Linked DNA regions of Mus musculus: region 2 is linked to region 1. Evidence: chromatin contacts called from public Micro-C data. All regions are on one chromosome and are shown on one strand. Each heading gives the region's core, a stretch centred on a gene start, on an enhancer-like site or on the middle of the called end of the contact. The rest is flanking DNA. Distances are from core to core; before and after follow the strand shown.

Region 1 (3,446 bases), core at 446-2,945:
TGAGTTTCGGTTTCTTCCTTTAAATACCCCCTTACCCAGCTACTCGGGGCGCCACAGTCCTCTACCCCTGCGTGGTGTATGACCGTGGGCCCGAGAGCGCTCTTAAATAAAAATCCTCTTGCAATTTGCAACAAGACCGTTTTCTCGTTGGTGATTTTGGGGTGTCGCCTCTCCTGAGTCAGAACGTGGGGGAGTCCTCACGTTGTGGGTCTTTCATTAGAACCTTACTAGTTAACTTCGGCTGACCTTGAACTCATAGCAATCCTCCTGCTTCAGGCTCTTGGGTGTTGGGATTGCAGGCAGGAAGAACTCAGCTGGTTTTAACCCTTGCATGTAAGGGGTCAAATAACAGACATTTTGTCTTTCCTTCAGTCTCTGTTGTAGCTACTCAGTTCTTCCTTACCAGCAAGAAAGCTGTCATATACACCACAAAGAGGGTGGCTGTCTTAGTTTATTTGGTTTTATTACTGTGAACAGACACCATGACCAAGGCAACTCTTAGGACAACATTTCATTGGGGCTGGCTTACAGGTTTAGAGGTTCAATCCATTATCATCAAGGCAGGAACATGGCAGCATCCAGGCTTCTTGGTGCAGGAGGAGCTGAGAGTTCTACATTTTCATCTTAAGGCTGCTAGCAGAATACTGACTTCCAGGCAGCTAGGATGAGGGTCTTAAAGCCCATACCCACAGTGACCCACCAACTCCAATAGGGCCACACCTTCTAATAGTGCCAATCCCTGAGTGGAACATATGCAAACCATCACAGTGGGTGTGGCTATGTTCCAATGAAAGTCTGCTCACACTAACAGCTGGCAGTCTGGCTTTGACTGGCAGGCTGCAGATGTGCTAAAGAGTTGTAGGTGCAGAAAACAAAGCAAGCCAGATGCTGTGCACATACAATGCTGTGTACATTCAGTGCTGTGCACATATAGTGCTGTGTGCATACCATGCTGTGCTCATACCATGCAGTGCATATACAATGAATAAAGATCCTAGCAATGTGATTGACAGCACTAGACCTTCTCCTATAGCCAAACCCCAAACTTCTGAGCTGAGTTCCATGTACATGAAACACAGACTCTAATCTCAAAACTTTGTTTTCACTAGCTGCTGCCATTTTCACTGGTCCCACCAGGGGCTGTGGGAATGGCTTCTGAACTTGAAGTAAAATGGAAGTTAAAAGATGGGTTGAGGACTAGGGAGATAGCTTAGGTTGTTAACAGAGCACAAGCATGGAGACCTGTGTTTGATCTCCAGAATTCACCTGGACCAATAAGCCTGTAGTCACAGGGCTGGGGAGGGGAAGACAGGGCTCCCTGAGGTTGGCTGGTCAGCCAGTCTAGTCAGTGAGCCCCAGGACCGAGTAAGAGACTTGTCTCAAAACAAGTAGCCCCTGAGGACCGACACCCCAAATCATCCTTTGGCCTGTGCATGCATACACACAAGCACATGTATGTATACAAACCCATCTCACACACACAGAGGTGCGCTGGGAGTTGGAACAACTTGAGTTTTCTTTTCTCACTTTACAGGGGGAAATTGCAGCTTATGAGAATGGAGTGAACTGCTCAGTGTCGCACAACCCACAGCCTGACATCAGCCCTAGGAACAAAAGGCCCAGGGCTAGCTGCATGCCATCAGCGAGGAGGCGCTTCCCTTTCCAGTTTCTCATTTCCATGATAAAGAGAGAGAGAGTGCTGGAGAGGGGCTTAGAAGGGTTTAGAGTGGAAAATGATGCTGACGGCTCAGGACTCTGTGCCAACCTAAGAGGGGGAAGGACAGAGTCCTCAGAAACCATACAATAGAGTGGGAAGGGCGTAGGGCTGCCCTGCTGTCCTCACGGAGGGTCCAGCCTGCCCATCTCACTTCTCTGTACCCCCCTGTGCACACCCCTGAGGATGCAGAGGTCAGCCTCAGGTGGTCCTCAGGAGCTGTCCATCTTGGCTTTGTTTTTTGGTGGGGGGTTGGGTTCCACACCCTACATCCCCATTCGGAGGATTGAGGCCACATCTTCATGAATGCCAGTCAAGTACTTTACCCTTGCCTACCCTCTGCTAGTTCCCTTGCCATTTCAGACATCTCTCTCTGGCCTAGACCTTGCCCATTTAGCTAAGCTAGCTGGCCAGATTGTTTCAAATACTCACCTGTCTCCACATCTCCAGCACTGCGATTATAAGTGCATGCTGCTACACCTGTCATGCCCAAGTAGCAGGGACCCCCAAAGACCACCGAGGAGCCAATTCCGGTGCAAACACACAAGGGTCTTTTAGTACGAGGTCACGAGTAAAGTCTCTCACACACTCACCATCGCAGTGGGTCAGAATGAGAACCCCAAGTTTAGGGGTGCAGGGTTTTTATTGTGGTTACAGCAAACTTGGCGAGTTTCCGTACAGATAATCAAGTTAATATTTTTAAAACTGCATTTCTGGCCTAATCTGCAGTAAATAAACATGGGGGCAGGACCACCTCACAACCAGGATAGTCAGGTTATCTATTCTCTGCAGAATGTCTTAGGTTATCTCTATGTACCTTGGTCCTGCTATTGTAGCCTGGCTGTTGCTAAGGAGGTTGGGGGGGGTAGTGGTCATCATAGGTGTGATTTTCCTCCTGGAATTAGAATTTAGCCCCTGCTCTTACACAAAATGGAGATTCTTTTAAAAATGGGGTCGGTTGCACACAAATAGCCATGAGGAATATCTAGGTACTCACAGGGGGCCCAGGGACCCTCTCCTTCTATAGAAAATGCCTAGTCCACAGGCCTGATAGCAGTGCGTTCTTGCAAGGAGGCACCAGTGATCTCATGAAGATGTTGGCAGAATCCCTCAGATGGCCGAGTCCTACTAGACAGAACTCAGATCCTCATACCTGAGCTGCAAGTGTTTTACAGACCATGCCTTCTCTCCAGCTCTGAAGAGCTCTAGAGGGCTGGCACAGGCACCATTTCCCATCATGACTAATGTCCAGTGGCAACAAGGCAACAGGGATTCAGTGCTTGAAGGTTTTCAGGAGGGGCTAATCTAATTGCCTCAGGGTTGGGGAGGGGGGCAATAGTGAAGGACAGGTAGCCTGGGTCTCTTCCTCTCCCTAGCTTGCAGGCACTAGATGGAAGTGGAGGTGGATTATAGAGTGCTCCGAGGAAATGGAGATAAATGACTTTAGATTCAACATGATAAGAAGGAAAACCCGACTTCTTAGACCCAGGAGAGACCAGAGCTGCATCAGGAAAATGACTTGAAATCTCAGAAGTATGAGCTTGGGCTAGAATCGCAGGTGGGTAACGTTGGCTGTCTTCCTCAGACATTTGAGCTGTGCTAGGAGCATTCTCTACTTTGGAATTCCCAAAATTCAACATAAAGGTCTTTTCTCTCTGAGTTAGGTTCACTCCTCTAAGAAGGCAGTTTTAAAGATAACCCTGAAAACCATGTCTAAGAGGACTGGTTCCAA
Region 2 (3,580 bases), core at 737-3,236, 170 kb before region 1:
ACTGGCAGGTGGCAGCATCTCTCTGGGGTACAGATTTCCTCTTATTCAGCCAGCCATAAAGGCCTGATCAGGTTGAAGAGGGTGGAACTTGCTTTGAGATCAATCCCTGTCGTTTTGAAACATTGCTCCTTCCTTTGGGATGGGACTTGCTAGGATGGAGACACAGTCACGTGCTGATATGTAGGTGGCAGGGCGAATGTGAAGTCAGTGGATCTGGTGCTGACAGCTGAGGTCAGATGGGTGAAAGGTAGGTACGGTTATTAGGAAAGACGGTGGCAGGCAGGAAGTGAACAAGGGGTCCAGACACCTCTAACACATTCAGCACATGCGCATACACCCATGGCACACTTACACGATGCCCACACTCGGCCGCGCCCTCCATACCTACGCGCTGTGCGTCCCTCCTGATAGCCTCCTTGTTATGCCAGTCCTTCAGCCTTTGTTCAGCTCCCAAGAAAAATGTCTTTTTTTGTCGACTGTGTAATTCCTTCAGAAATAAAAGAAGAAAATTAAGACAAAGAAGAAACTATGAAAAAGAAGAAAAAGGGAATATTGGCAATAACAATGGTCCAGAGGCTACACTGCTTAAGGAGAACACTATTGCCTGTCCAGCCCTCAGCATCTTCCTGAGTGCCAGCCATGTGCCTGCTAGATGGGCTGAGGCCAGGGGGGACACAGAAGCTCAGTACAACCCCTTGGAAACTCACCACCCAGGAGAGGAAGGAAAGACGGGCACACTCATCCACAGGACAAAGTGCCCAGTGTGTTGCTGCCCAACGGGAAGGTACTGAGACAGCCCTGGTAGGCAAAGCAAGCTGCTTTCCACATTGAAGAAAGAAAACGAGGCGTGGCGGTAAGCCCCTGTAATCCAAACACTCGGGAGGTAGAGGCAGGAAGACCACCAGCTCTAGGCCAACATAGCCTACACAGTGAGACAATGTCACAGGCCAAAAGAAAATAAAAATAAGCAGAGGCTAAGGGGTGTAGTTCAATGGTGGAGTGCTTGCTTAGCGTTCATGAGGCCCTGGGTTCGGTCCTCAGCACTCCAAAGGAACAATCAAGAAATACATGATGTTAGTTTGAGTAACGTATTTATTTTTTAAGGATGTATTTAATTTTGATGTGTGTGTGTGTGTGTGTAGGGATATTGCTGTAGAGGCCAGAAGAGGGCATTGGAGCCCCTGCAGCTGGAGTTACCAGCAGTTGGGAGCTGCCAGTCACAGGTGCTAGTCCTGAAGGTAGGTCCTCTATAAGACCAGGGCACCCTCTTAACCACTAAGCCATCTCTGGAGCCCCGATACATTTCATTGAACCTAACCCACCTTCTTCGAAAACATTAGCATTTCGACATGCAGTCCATATAACACATAATTGTGGCATTTTACTCTCTTTTTGGACTAAGACTTTGACCTCCTCCTGGCTTCATGCCAATTCAAACCCCTTTCCTTGTGCTCTGGAACCGCAGGTGGCTGACTGCCGGCTACAACCAGGGCAGAGCCTCGGAAATGAGTGTCAGGTGCTGGGATGACACACTCCTGCTTGCCCAGAGTCCTGGGGACTCAAAACCAGCTTGTTTTTGACCCACTGAGCTCCAGGCACACAACCCTTAAGTAACATTGATCATGTAATATTACATAAAGAAGCACCCCAAGACTTCAACCCAGAGGTACTCCGTAACACTGCACACCCAGGGGTGTGTGTCTCTGAAAGCTGAGATCATTTTCTTTGTTTGCAATCATCTTCTGACACTTTTCCTTCCCCCCCAGCTTCAGGAACGTTCCCTTGCCACAGGCAATGAAGACAAAGAGAAGGAACACCTTGAGGATGTGAGCTAGCTGGAAAACCTGGCAAATGGACTGGAAATCCCTTCAGACAGCAAACTGTAAACGCATGTTGATGTGTTCAGACTGACTGTGTCTGGGACCCACGTGCTCTTAGTCAGCATTCCAAAGGAATCCATCATGGCCTCAACAGCCGCTCACTCACTCACTCACTCATCCAAATGGAATTTTAATCTTTGCTTAATCACCGTTTTGTGTGTCTGGCACCCTTAGAGGAGAGGAGAGAATGGCGAAACAAAGCCATCCCCATTCTGCTGGAGAAGAAAGACTGGTCAGAGCACACACTCCGTCCTGAGACTGCAGACTTGGCTGGGCCCGTCAGCAACAGTGTTTGAACCTCTGGCCCGGAAGAAAATGGAAAGGGTTGTGGGCTTCAGCCCGGACTCGGGCTGCATTAGGGAGATGTTAGGGTGATTCTCTAGGCTTTCCAGAGGAGCTGGAGTGATTCTGCTTCCGGATCACATGCACTCTTCGATGCCAAACATTAAGTAATTCTTCTAATATCCTTTGTGTGTGTGTGTGTGCAATAAAACCCAAGAATAAAATAACATAGACGGACAGCAGACAGACAGACAGACAGACAGACAGACACACACACACACACACGCGCACACACACACACACACACACACACACACACACACACACACACACACGCGGTCAGGGTGGACCAGGTAGAACTCATTTAGCCAGATGAATAAAGTTGTTTTACATAAGGTGTGGTGGTGTGACGAGAGAATGACCCGCACAGGCTCACAAGTTTGAATGCTTGGTCACCATTGAGTGAAGCCATCTTGGAGGTGTGGACTAGTGGAGCCATGTTGGAGGAGGTGTGTCACTGGTGGCGGGCTTTGAGGTTTCAAAACTCCATGCCAGGTGCAGTGTCTCTCTGCCTACTGCCTGCAGATCAGGATGCAAAGCGCTCAGCTACTGCGTTGCTCCATTGCCACCGCTGTCTGTCTGCCACCATGGTGATCATGGGCTCACCACCTTCTTATACTGTAAGCAAGCCCTCAATTAAATGCTCTTTTATAAGAGTCGTCTTGGCCATGGTGTCTCTTCACAGCAATAGAAGGGAAGCTGGACAATTGTAGGTTGAAATTCTCCATGAATTTTTAGACCAAACATGGAGTAATTTTCATTCATCCATGTAACAAGGGATTACTGAAGACCTACGGTGTCCAAGGAATTCTGGGAGAGGCAAAGTGTGAGGGGTAACCTCAGCGTTAACTTGATTGGACTTAGCATCACCCAGGAGACACACCTTTGAGAGTGTCTGAGAGGGCATTAACTGAGAGAGCAAAGCCCACCCTGAGTGTGGATGGTACCATTCCTGTGGTCCAGGGTCCCAGTCCTGACAAAAAGGAGAATGAACGGAGTACTGTCTCTCTCTGCTTCCTGACTGTGGACCCAATGTGACAATGTCTCATACTCAGTTCCTGCCCACCATGCCACCCCTGACATGAAGGTATGTAGCCTTCTTAAACCACTAACTAATATGAACCCTTCCTGCGGCTGGAGAGATGGCTTAGGGGCTGAGAGCATTGGCTGCCTTTCAAAAGGACTTGGGTTTTATTGCCAGAACCTACACAGTAGCTCACAAGTATCTGCAATTCTAGTTCCAGGGGATTGGATGTTCTCTTCTGGATGCCACAGGCACTAGGGAAGTACAAGGTACACTGACTACATGCAGACGAACGCCCACACACATCAAGAAACAAAAACAAACCATCTTCCTT

Evidence for each region. A called contact is a pair of places that touch in the nucleus more often than the background predicts.
Region 2: a Micro-C map of embryonic stem cells shows a contact between it and region 1, with 1.8 times the contacts expected there. The contact joins two enhancer-like sites. A contact is called at or near these places in 4 of 15 datasets of contacts at CTCF or cohesin (CD8 T cells, the G1E-ER4 cell line, the NIH/3T3 cell line and 1 more), 25 of 484 Hi-C or Micro-C datasets (the Ba/F3 cell line, CD4 T cells, the G1E-ER4 cell line and 14 more), 8 of 115 datasets of contacts at active chromatin or transcription factors (differentiating embryonic stem cells, embryonic basal ganglia, embryonic stem cells and 3 more) and 1 of 9 other capture datasets (embryonic stem cells).

Annotation. Positions count from the first base shown.
Region 1 is chr11:57,551,495-57,554,940 of GRCm38.p6, reverse strand. No RefSeq gene overlaps it. Among named protein-coding and RNA genes, the nearest start is that of Gm51895, 5.1 kb to the left of the region's middle. Within about 2 kb of position 1,695, at least 24 of the 459 cell types and tissues checked have an H3K27ac peak or open chromatin away from gene starts, as enhancers often do. A contact at or near this core is called in embryonic stem cells, where this site is marked.
Region 2 is chr11:57,718,202-57,721,781 of GRCm38.p6, reverse strand. Galnt10 (polypeptide N-acetylgalactosaminyltransferase 10) reads right to left here. Exons shown (of 12, transcript NM_134189.2): 2 at 385-487. Among named protein-coding and RNA genes, the nearest start is that of Gm46282, 14 kb to the right of the region's middle. Within about 2 kb of position 1,986, at least 90 of the 459 cell types and tissues checked have an H3K27ac peak or open chromatin away from gene starts, as enhancers often do. A contact at or near this core is called in embryonic stem cells, where this site is marked.